Linked DNA regions of Astyanax mexicanus: region 2 is linked to region 1. Evidence: chromatin contacts called from public Hi-C data. All regions are on one chromosome and are shown on one strand. Each heading gives the region's core, a stretch centred on a gene start, on an enhancer-like site or on the middle of the called end of the contact. The rest is flanking DNA. Distances are from core to core; before and after follow the strand shown.

Evidence for each region. A called contact is a pair of places that touch in the nucleus more often than the background predicts.
Region 2: a contact with region 1 is called in a Hi-C map of muscle, with 17 times the contacts expected there. The contact joins the enhancer-like site here to the promoter of rnd2 in region 1. A contact is called at or near these places in 2 of 3 Hi-C or Micro-C datasets (both in muscle).

The regions. Positions count from the first base shown.
Region 1 is chr19:35,854,754-35,861,284 of AstMex3_surface, forward strand. rnd2 (Rho family GTPase 2) reads left to right here and starts at 3,057. Exons shown (of 5, transcript XM_022665048.2): 1 at 3,057-3,684; 2 at 5,709-5,796. The coding sequence starts at 3,583.
Region 2 is chr19:35,922,317-35,928,847 of AstMex3_surface, forward strand. No RefSeq gene overlaps it. Among protein-coding and RNA genes, the nearest start is that of rnd2, 68 kb to the left of the region's middle. Within about 2 kb of position 4,100, the one cell type or tissue checked has an H3K27ac peak away from gene starts, as active enhancers do.

The DNA of each region.
Region 1 (6,531 bases), core at 1,807-4,306:
CTTTAATCCCAGGAACACCATGCCTACTGTCAAGCATGGTGGTGGTAGTATTATGCTCTGGGGATGTTTTGCTGCCAGTGGAACTGGTTCTTTGCAGAAAGTAAATGGGATAATGAAGAAGGAGGATTACCTCCAAATTCTGCAGGAAAACTTAAAACCATCAGCCCGAAGGTTGGGTCTTGGGCGCAGTTGGGTGTTCCAACAAGACAATGACCCAAAACACACATCAAAAGTGGTAAAGGAATGGCTAAACCAGGCTAGAATTAAGGTTTTAGAATGGCCTTCCCAAAGTCCTGACTTAAACCCCATTGAGAACATGTGGACAGTGCTAAAGAAACGGGTTCATGCAAGAAAACCATCACATTTAGCTGAACTGCACCAATTCTGTCAAGAAGAGTGGTCAAACATTCGACCTGAAGCTTGCCAGGAGCTTGTGGATGGCTACCAAAAGCGCCTAGTTGCCGTGAAAATGGCCAAGGGACATGTAACCAAATACTAATGTTGCTGTATGTATATTTTTGACCCAGCAGATTTGGTGACATTTTCAGCAGACCCATAATAAATTTATGAAAGAACCAAATTTTATGACTGTTTTTTGTGACAAACATGTATGTGTTCCGATCACTCTATCACAGAAAAATAAGAGTTGTAGAACTTATTGAAAACTCAAGACAGCCATAACATTATGTTTTTTTACAAGTGTATGTAAACTTTTGACCACAACTGTACCTTTCAGTGCAGTAACCCAAAAGCATCTAAAAGACAGTGACATCACTGTTCACTAGAGTTTTGGCTCATTGTATTGTTGCATTGAAAAGAGCTCCAGAAAGTCTGCATCCAGACATTGTCTTGTAAATACACAAGAAGACACTGCCACTTCAATCTTCAGTTACATCACCAGTTACATGAGCCAGCACACCACAGAGCCATCAACTCGCTTGGCAATGGGTGTCCGTATTTACACACTGTCTGAGTGAGATAATGTTGCTTTTGCTTTTTTCTGTACAAGGTGTAATCACAGGATCTTATAGATCCATATGTAACTGTGTGTGTGTTTGTGTATAGTAACATACAGCTCTGGAAAAAAAAGAGACCACTTCAGTTTCTCAATCAGTTTCTCTGATTTTGCTATTTATAGGTAAATGTTTCAGTCAAAATGAACATTGTTCTTTTATTCTATAAACTACAGACAGCTTTCTCCCAAATTCCAAATAAAAATATTGTCATTTAGAGCATTTATTGGCAGAAAATGAGAAATGGCTGAAATAAAAAACATCTCAAATAATGCAAAGAAAACAAGTTCATATAATGTTTTATGGGTTCAAAAATCCATATTTGGTGAAATAACCCTGATTTTTAATCACAGTTTTCATGCATCTTGGCATGTTGTCCTCCACCAGTCTTATACACTGCTTTTGGATAACTTTATGCCTTTACTCCTGGTGCAAAAATTCAAGCAGTTTAGTTTGGTTTGATGGCTTGTGATCGTCCATCTTCCTCTTGATTATATTCCAGAGGTTTTTACTTTGGTAAAATCAAAGAAACCCATTATTTTTAAGAAGTCTCTTTTTTTTTTTCCAGAGCTGTATATAGTAAAACGTGCCTTGTTAAACTAGGCCAGAAAATCTCGACATTCAGGGTGTAGGGAGGGGTTGGGGGACTTTATGACAGTCAATTCAGGAACAAAGAGCGTCAGTCTCTGATCACAGATCTGCTCTATGGTAAGCCAGCCACTTTTACATAAGTAGAACATCAGTGTGGATCACTGTCTGGTCTGGTCTAGTCCAATCTAGGCTGGACTGGGCTGAGCTGGGCTGGGCTGGGTGTGGTGGTCTTTGTGGTGGAAGAGGCTTTCTTGTTTTGTATGAGACTCTTGTCTCTTAGATTGGGATGGCTAAATGGCTGGGTGTCCAAGCATCTGCAAAAAAAAAACATCAGGTCTTGTGGGGTGATTCTGGTTTACAGTGGTCTGTACTGACAGAAAGTGCTCCAAAGTAGGCCAAACGGAAGCTGGTTTCAGAGCCATGTGCACCCTTGTGGAGTGATGGCAACCCTGGGGTGTCCAATCCCACAGAAGAGCTACTGTAGAACAAACTGCTGACAAGACTAAATGAAAACCCTGTCATCAATAGCCCAGTGCCAGAATTTTATGTAGGGTAATGTAAGGTCATGGTGGCAATGTATATTGGAGTTAATGTCTTGGGGGCTTGAGGTGGGGCATACACAGTTTTAGGCTGGGATTTTTTATTTATTTATATTTATTTCTTTAACCATCCTTGGAAGCATTTTATGTTCTGATCTAACTGCAAAATAATTTAGTGTATTAAAATGCCTTCTGTAGTGCTGGACTAGAAGCAAACATTCAATTACACATTTCAAATATGATCCCATTACCAGTGATTATACTATATATACTATATACATGCATATATATATATATATATATATATATATATATATATATATATATATATATATATATATATATATATATATATATATATATACACACATGAAATACAGATCCACAGTAAATACATAATTTCTTATTTTATAAATTAATAATAGTATCCACTATGTAACTATGTTATCCTTTATCTAATTGTCTACTAAATTTCCTTCTGGATCGATAAAGTTTCTTTCTTTCTTTCTTTCTTTCTTTATTTTATTATTTTGTATACTGGATTTAGTATCATTTCTGGATATTGACTGGACCTGAAAAGCTTAAATGGAATTAAAGAAAAAAAATAGGATGTTCTAAATTAGTAGTGTTTTATTAGTAGTATTATGTGTGTCTCATGTCTCGAATTAAAAATTCGTAAAAAGTTTAATGCGCCCTTCACATTATATATATATATATATATATATATATATATATATATATATATATATATATATATATATATATATAATATTATATACATTATATATATAAATACATTTATATTATATATATATATATATATATATATATATATATATATATATACATTATATATATATATATTCCTTAACTAATATATCACCTAAACATCTGTAATAATAAAGTTGTGCCCTGAAAAAGTGACCAGTCATGAAAGTGCTCCGCGCGGCCACACACAAAGGAATGAATGAGAACAAAGGCGAGGAATTAGCGCCATCTGGGGATTTGATTGGACGGCGGGGGTTCTGTGGGTGTGGTTATGCAGATTAAGGGGCGGGGTGCGACCCACTCGCCAGACTGGAGACGCGAAGTGTCAAAAGGGAGCGAGCGCGGTGTCACCGTGGGAAAGGAGAGGCTGCGCGTGCTCTCTGTCTCTATACCTCTCTCTTTCATATAGTTCTCTTTTCTTACTCTTTCTACCGGTTTTTTTTTTTTTGCTTTTTTTCCCCCCTCTCCCTTGTTTTTTGTCCTTTTTCTCTCTCTCTGACTCAGTTCTCTCTGGATTCAGACAGACAGCTGCACTCTGTCCGCGCTCGTCTCGCTCTCTCACTCCCTCAGGACTATTTTACACTTTCTGCCCTCCCACCTTCTCACCCACCGCCGCTGCTGCTGCTGCTGCTGACAGCGGTCTCCCCGGTGGTCGCGGTCCGGAGCGGGTGATGGAAGGGAAGGGCAGCCGCTGTAAGATCGTGGTGGTGGGCGACACTCAGTGTGGCAAGACGGCGCTGCTGCACGTGTTCGCTAAGGACAGCTACCCTGAGGTAAGTTCACTACAACTACAGCATAGCACTGTTTACACATACCACTTTAACTCAGTAACTATGGATAATGTGGCTAATATTACGTGACACATGTAGATATTTTATTTAAAAAGTATAGCTCTGGAAAAAAAAGAAACCACTTAAAAATGATGAGTTTGTTTAATTTTACCAAATTGAAAACCTCTGGAATATAATCAAGAGGAAGATGGATGATCACAGGCCATCAAACCAAACTGAACTGCTAGAATTTTGCAATAGGAGTGGCATAAAGTTATCCAAAAGCAGTGTGTATGACTGGTGGAGGAGAACATGCCAAGATGCATGAAAACTGTGATTAAAAAACAGGGTTATTTCACCAAATATTGATTTCTGAACTCCTTCCTCATTTTCTGCAAATAAATGCTCTAAATTACAATATTTAAATTTGGAATTTGGGAGAAATGTTGTTTGTTGTTTATAGAATAAAAACAACAATGTTCATTTTACTCAAACATATACCTATAAATAGCAAAATCAGAAAAAACTGATTCAGAAACTGAAGTGGTCTCTTAATTTTTTTTTCCAGAGCTGTACTTTTTTGTGTTTGTTCTGGTCATACAATTGTTCTCAAAAGTTTGTAAACACTTTTTAAACTGAATTTAACATATATCTGTATTTATTTCCACCTAAAACTTTAATACAATTAGAAAGTAAGAACTAAATCAAACAAATGAGACAAAATATATAAACTGGTCATTTATTTAACTGTTGTCTTTAAGTGGGGAAAATAATGGTAAAACTAAATCACAATACTATACATAAACTACGGTGGCCGAGAAAGCCCAGCGCAGTGCAAATTGAAAAGCGCTGCAAAAGCACAAAACACATCCATCAAAATTACAACACAGGCGCAGCAAATAGAAAAACGCGCTGCAAATAGAACCACAACACAACGGAAGTGAGTCACAACACAACGGAATTTTCCCGGGGGACCTTAAAAGATGCTGTACCAGCTGTATACAAAGGACAATAAGTGGCAAACAAGCTTCTGAAAAGTAAGTTATGTTTATTAAAAGTTCTGCTTCACAAAACGCCTTGTTTGCCACTTATTGTCCTTTGTACACATAGTGAAGTCCGAGACGTTACTGAAGACGCAGCTTAGCTGGTACAGCATCTTTTAAGGTCCCCCGGGAAAATTCCGTTGTGTTGTGACTCACTTCCGTTGTGTTGTGGTTGTATTTGCAGCGTGTTTATCTATTTGCTGCGCCTGTGTTGTAATTTTGATGGATGTGTTTTGTGCTTTTGCAGCGCTTTTCCATTTGCACTGCGTTGGGCTTTCTCGGCCACCGTAATAAACACATTCACAATGTATTATATTGATTGTGAAACATGTGAACGCAGTCAAAATGCACCAGTAGTGACAGAATTAGAAAATTAACTAATATTCAAATACTTCACAGTGACTTTTAATTAAAAACATACATTTAAGGCTGGCCCAAATCTGTTTGACACAGATACACGTGTCATTTGTTTGTCTGTGTGAACGTCAATACACTTTGAATCATTGAATCTGACACTTTTCAAATCCGATTTGGGCCACTTCAATATGTGGTATTGAAATCCAATACATATCTAATTTGCAGAAACTGCCAGATCAGAATTCATGTGACTTTTCTGTCAAGGTGAAGAAAAAAGCAGTGAGGAGAGTGAAAAATAGATAAGAGTACACAGGAAAATGGATGAAAGTTGTGAATAAGGGTTTCATTGGTGTCATAATGGGGTAACTGAGCTCATAAATATATGGTACCTATTGGAAACAATACTGCATTAGTTACATAGTGCAGACTGTTTAGATGAATGTCAGATCTGGGTCACATTTAAAAAAAAAAAATAGTGTGTGAACAGTTGGAAATAAACATTGGATTTGATGAGCAAATCGGATTTGGGCCACTTTAACTTGCTTTTGGCAGGTTACTGTAAAACTCTGAAAGTAAAAAATGTTAAAACTAGCAAGTGTTTAAAGGTGTGTGCTAATGTCGTTCCAGAGTTATGTGCCCACCGTCTTTGAGAACTACACAGCAAGCTTTGAGATAGACAAACACCGGATTGAGCTGAATATGTGGGACACGTCAGGTAAGTGCTGTACTTTCTAATAGTGACACTATGGTGACTACACTTTGACTGATTTAGTGACTTCTGCCATTGAACAATATGCCATTGGCTTTGTCAACTTGCAAGATATAAGATTAAAACATGAAATCTATATCTTGCAGTGTGGACCAGTTCATTAAGCTATTGTTGCTGTTTGCATTAAAGCTTCCAGCCAAGCAATCCATATATACAATATATAGTATAAAGTAGGGCTGTGCGATATGACGATATATATCGTTTCTACAGTAATTTCATCAATTCTTCATGCAAATTAGGGTTGGGCAGTATGACGGTTTTTCATACGTATGACGGTTTTTCATACCGTCATACGTATGAAAAACCGTCATACTGCCCAACCCTAATTTGCATGAATTATTGATGAAATTACTGTAGTTTTTCATACCGTCATACGTATGAAAAATGGAGATATACCCATATAATAATTTTCATTAAAATTGTAATTATTTCTCTAGAACCGTCACGCGTCCGCAGCTCCTTCTGTTTAGGTGTTGCGTCTCATAGCGCTGGTAAAGCTTTGTATTCTGTCTGTTAAGTTACTGCTTTGAGATTAGTACAACTTTATTGGCTCTTAAATTGTAATTTTTTTTTGTTTTTTCTTTGTTTGGTTTTGTCGCCCAGACACAGTTTATTTACTTTTACGCTTTTTTTTATTTAACTAATATTTGTTTTTTACCCGTGTGCCGGCCTCCAGGAAAT
Region 2 (6,531 bases), core at 2,850-5,349, 69 kb after region 1:
ATCAAAGTGTTCAGACACGGATTTAAAACTTCTAGCTGAACAGTTTAGAGCTATTCTAGATTCACCCAAGCCCTGAAACATGGTCTTCATAAGACTTTTGTTTATACTAAATGGACCCCAAATGAATATATAGCGAATGAAAACCCAGTGCAGCGCAATCCAGGGCAGTGTGCCAAGTCCTGCTGGAAAATGAAATCTGCATCTCCATAAAAGTTGTCAGCAGAGGGAAGCATGACTAACTTTGCACTAACTTTGGACTTGATAAAACACAGTGGACCAACAATATTTCGCTGTCTTACACTTGTTCTCTCTCCACCCTAACTTTCTCTTTTTTTATCTCATCCTCTCTTCTCTACCTTGATCCTTTCCCTTCCATCTCTCTCTTTTTTATCTTCTCTCATTTTCATTTTTCTCTTATATTTTTCTTTTTATTGCTCCCTCTCTTTTTCACCACTATCTCTTTTTTCTCTATCCTCTAAATTTTTTTCTCTCTCTCTCTCCTGTACGTTTGTCTCTCTCTTCCCTCTTTACTCTCTCCCTCCCTCATTTTCTCTCGTTCATTTCCGCACACACTTTCTCCTATTTATTTTGTTCACTTTGTTTAGCTTTTGGTCCTTTCTTTTTTTCTTTTATTTGACGCTTTCTTTTATCTTACTCTGTCTTTATTCCGTTTGGTCCCTTTCTCTCTCTCTCAATCTTTTCTCTCTCTGATAAACACTCATTGAGAGACAGAGGCGTCGGCTTGGGCAATTTATGCCAACAATACAACAATAGAGCAACTATCATCACACACACACACACACACACTCTTACGCACATTCTTATAGCGACATGCCTTTATAAGACAGAAGTATCACTCAATTTCTCCTCCAGTCAATTATCACACACACACACACACTCTTTCATCCTCTCTCTTTGTCTTTCTCTCTCTCTCTTAGAGACTCCTCTAGGGTCCATCACTTTTCTGGTCGATGGCTCCTCAGCGTCCTGATTATTGCTGCTGCTTCTGGTCGTATCCGCCTCTTATTGAACTGAACTCACACAACAAACGCGCTTGTGCTGCAATAAAAACCCTCCAGTGTTAATATTAACATCGATATCGCTTCTTCTTAACACCCTAAACAGGCTCAAACTTTAGTTCTTCACTCTTTTGAATGGACTACTTAGTTTCATGGGCTCTGAAATGAAACCTTGTAAAAACAGGCCCAACTATGATACTACCACCACCATGTTTCAAAAATGGTATAAAGTTTTTTTATGCTTGAATCTATTGTTTTCCTTTTTCCTTTTACTTTATTATTCAAAAAAGGTCTGTTTTGGTCTTACCCATCCACAAACCATTGTTCTTCCATGATGGTAAACTTATGAACATTAACATTAGCCAGTGTTGGATTACATGGATTAGATGCTTTTGTCCAAAGCGACTTACAATTATGATATACATTTAGTAATAGAAGACATAGAAGTTCAAGGTAAAAAAAAACAATTTAAAAAATCAATTAATTTTTTTTTAATCAATTAAAAAAAAAAAAATTTAGACAGGGACTAAAGAAGGTCAAAGAGAAATAATGGGATAGAGGAGGAAAGGAGGGGAAGAAGAAAATGAGGTTAGAAGTAGTTAGTTAGTTAGAGGTGTTAGGAGAGTAGGTGCTCTTTGAAGAGCTCTGTCTTCAGGAGTTTCTTAAAGATAGTGAGAGATTCTCCTGATCTGGTAGTAGAAGGTAGTTAGTTAGAGGTGTTAGGAGAGTAGGTGCTCTTTGAAGAGCTCTGTCTTCAGGAGTTTATTAAAGATAGTGAGGGACGCTCCTGATCTGTTAGTGGAAGGTAGTTTGTTCCACCATTGGGGAACTCTGTTTGATGAAGGACTTCAGTTGCTTAGAAGTTACCTTGCGTTTCTTTTCTGATCGCAGCCTATTACACGCTTTATACCTGGTATCATCTTCACTGGATGATCATTCCTTGGGAGGATAATATAGGTCTTAAACTCTTTTCAGAGATGGTTTTGTTCCATTTTTGTAACCTGTCTCATTCTTTGCTGATGTTGTTCCCTTCTCCAACTTCTGGACATTTCCCTACTTTTGGCGACTACTGAATGTCCTGGTTTATTAGTTGACTAGTCGATTAGTCTATGCAATATAGCACAATGCATCCTGTAAGATACCAGATGAATAATCTGTAAGATACAGTCAAATAAAGAGAATGACCACTGGCTCAGTCCACACACTTCTGATGGACGCCAGTGGGCAGGTGCTTCAGTGTGTTGGTGGCTTTTCTGTTGGTGTGTGTGTTATGTGTATGTGTGTGTGTGTGTCTGTCTGACTCTCTATTTAATTAGACCTTAAAAGACTGCTAATGAGAGTCCTGGAAAACAGCCAGTAGACACCCCACCCTACCCCCCCACACACACATAGAGCAATAGAGACCCTAGCAGCCAAATATGTCTCAGCTCAATAATGATCATTAGGAATCTCTTTAAAATTCTACTAATAACATTATTAATAATGACATTCTATAGTATATAGTATTTCTGTACTGCGTATTCATTTTTTAAAACCATTATTCATATATATTACTGTGCACAATTCATGCCAATAAAAATACAGTGCTGTGCAAGTATTTGCCCCCTTAAATTAAATTAAAACATATTTTCATACTCACATTTTCCAATTTATCAAACACATTTTATTACCCAACAAACATAACCTGGGTAAATAAATACATTAAAAAAATGTTTTTAAATTATTTCATTATAAAAAAAGATATTCAAGCCAACCTGGTCCTGTGTGAAAGAGAAAATTGTCCCCATGGATTAACTGTGATTAACTACATTTTTTGGAAAGCTGAGTTCACATTCAAAAGCCACACCCAGACCTGATCACTGCCAGACCTGTAGAATTAAGGAATGACTTAAATAGAACCTGTCTGACAACATGAAGCAGGCAGCTAAAAGATCTCAAAAAGCAACACATTATGCCCCAATCTGCAAAGTTATTTACTGATATATCAGTATGGAAAAGTTACAAATCCATTTTTATATGGTTAAAAGGCTGAAATTACTCCAAATGAGCATGCACAACTCATCCAGGAGGTCACAAAATAATCCAGAACAACTAAGGACAATATATTGTCTCACATTTGCAAAAAAATAAAAAAAAACACCATGATGATCTACAAAACTTTTGGAAGCAAAGGTGTGATGGTCTGGCATTTGCTTTGCTGCCTTAGGTCCTGGACAACTTGTAGTAATCAATAGAACCATTAATTTTACTCTCTAACAGAAAATCCTGAAAGAGAATGTCCGCCCACCAGTGTGTGACTTTAAGCTCCAGTGTACTTGGGTTCTGCAGCAGGACAATGATCCAAAGCACAGCATTATGTCCACCTTTGAATGGCTCAAACAAAACAAAACAAAGGTTTTCGAGTGGCCTGGTCAAAGGTCACACCTAAATCCGATTACGATGCTGTGGCATGATCTGAAACAGGCCATTCATGCTGGCAAACTTTTAAAATTTAGCTGAATCAAAACAATTCTGCAAATAATTTCGCTCCACAAAGATGTGAAAGACTCAGTGACAGTTATCGCAAACGCATAATTGCTGTTGTTGTCACACCAGTTATTAGGTTTAGGGGCAATAACTAAAAAAAAAGATTTATATTTACTTAGAGACAGAGAGAGATATTGATATAAGAGACAGAAAACAGAAAAACAAGGAAGATGTAGAAAAAGAGTGAAATTGAGAGAGAGAGAGAGAGAGAGAGAGAGAGAGTGATAGAGAGAAGTGCACACTATATGACACAGGGAACAATAAAATAAACATGTATATCTCACCCTCGCTCTAAACCTGTCTACAAGATTTTATGATAATATACTCACAAATAAATATGTACACACATACACACACACACACGCACACACACGCACACCGATTCACCCAATATGAGGCAATCAGACAGACAATCTCTCACTCTCTCTTTTTCGCTCGCTCAGTGGGTGGTCTATAGTGAGCTGAGAGGGAGTTTTGTCAGCGTGTGTGTGTGTGTGTGTGAATGTGTTTGTGTGTGACAGAAATACTGCACTGAAATGCCACTTCAGCCCAAACACAGGCACTGAGCGAGTGATGCAGGCTGTGTGTGTGTGTGTGTGTGTGTGTGTGTGTTTGGCAGTGGGTAGTGAGCGCAGAGGAGCTAAAGCAGCACTCTGCTGAAACAAGCACTTCTGTTTGATTTGCTCAGAGATTAGGGAATAACACTGACCCACACAAATAAACAAACACACACACACTCACACATCCACACACACATTTGTATTTCTCCCTTCAGGGGCTATTTCTATTACTGCCTTATGTGTTACTATAGCTAGTAAATGCTGCCCTGCTACACCTTTCCTAACCTTTAGAGAACCTCAGCAGTACTGTGTCCCATGACTTTTGCCATGTCCCACAGAAGCTAAAGTATGCTGCACTGACCTGCGGGGTATGAGTATAGGGTCTCCTGCACTAAATGTGGATGTCAGATTTCTGATTTCTGCCAGAATCGCTTGTCTGTGTGCGTGGACAATTCTAGCCAGACACTGCCGGTCACGATCATTACTGTCCACACTGTAAACCCATACATTGTTTGAACTTGAAGTCTGTTTTACATAAAATTGGATATTTCTAAACAATACTCAACTATTTTGAGTTAGTTAAACATTTGTGAGCACATATACTGTACTATTCAAACAGATCTTTGAGTTGAACCAACTTATAATAACTGAGTTTGTTGTCATTCAAATTCAAAGCTCTTACAATCGCCTACAAGGTGATGACAGAACAGGCTCCTTCCTACCTGCACTCGCTCCTGAAGGCTTACGCTACCTCCCGGCCGCTGCGCTCCTCCAATGAACGTCGCCTCGCTTTGCCAAACATTCACACAAAGCAATCCAGACTGTTCTCATACAGAGTTCCCCAATGGTGGAACAAACTACCTTCTACTACCAGATCAGGAGAATCTCTCACTATCTTTAAGAGACTCCTGAAGACAGAGCTCTTCAAAGAGCACCTACTCTCCTAACACCTCTAACACACTAACTACTTCTAACCTCATTTCCTTCTTCCCCTCCTTCACTCCTCTATCCTATTATTCCCCTTTGACCTCCTTTTATCCCTATCCAAAGATGTTTTTACCTTTAAACTTATTTTACATTGTACTCAACTATTGTAAGTCGCTTTGGACAAAAGCGTCTGCCAAATGTAATGTAATGTAATGTAATGTAATGTAATGTAATGTCATTCGCAGTTTCTTTTTCATTGGCTTTTGTTACTCTATTTGCATACTGGGTGTGTCCAACAGTTTCTGACTAACACTCACCATCAGTGTGATCATAGTGATTCCCCCTGGACTACCTTAAAAATAAATCAACTTCCCCCTTTGGTTGTAATAACGTGATGCTTTAATTTATGCTAACTCAAGTTTTTATTCCCCATTACTTAAAAAAAATAAGCAAACCGGCTGCCTTAAAAAAGTTCAGTAATCTCAACTTATCTGGTCTTACAGTATAACAAAAAAAAAACGTTAAATCAATTTCCTCTTTAGTTGTAATAACTTGATGTTGAAGTTATGCTAACTTTAGTTTTTATTATCCATTACTTAACTTTTCTAAGGCAACTGGTTTCCTCAACTCTTTTAAGTAAATTTAACTTATCCGGGCTCACAGTGCACTGTGGGTGGTAAAAATGCCTTCTATGATGTATTCCCCCTACACATGTATATAATACGTATATAAATAGGTTCTATACCCATTAAAGAGGGTTAAACTGAGAGGAAATAGAAGATAATATAGTGTGGCTCTCTAATAAAAGTTGCTTTTAATTAAGTAAATAATGAGTATATTATTAAGTATATTATAAATGATAATCATATAAAACTAGGTACACATGATCCCCACAAACAGCTGTAACTACACAGACACACAAACTATCTATGTATCACACATAGTATCAGTATCACAATCATAAAATTAGCAAATTAATTTCCAGTTACCCAACCCAGAGGGCACAGTCATCCACCCCTGAAGCGATTTGTGATGATCCATTACATACCAAACACTGTGTTAATCTACTCCACCCAAAGGAGTTTCAGCAAAGGTTTCGTAGTGTGACGTACTGTATATATCGTAGTATAAGACTGAACTTCTGGTTCTACAGGCAAAACATTCCATTCAACACAACAGGGTGTTATGCTTGATGACCAACTATCCTTTACACACCATGTTGCCTCAATTGCAATGCAATGCTTACGGACCTCCCGGCCTGTGTTATAAAACCACTTCAGATGATCCAGAACGCAGCAGCGCATCTGGTCTTCAACCAGCTAAAACAGGCACATGTCACCCCACTGCTTATTGAGCTCCACTGGCTACCAGTTGCTGCTCATATCAAATTCAAAGCTCTTACAATCTCCTACAAGGTGATGACAGGACAGCTCCTTCCTACCTGCACTGATCACTCCTGAAGGCTTACGCTACCTCCCGGCCGCTGTACTCCTCCAATG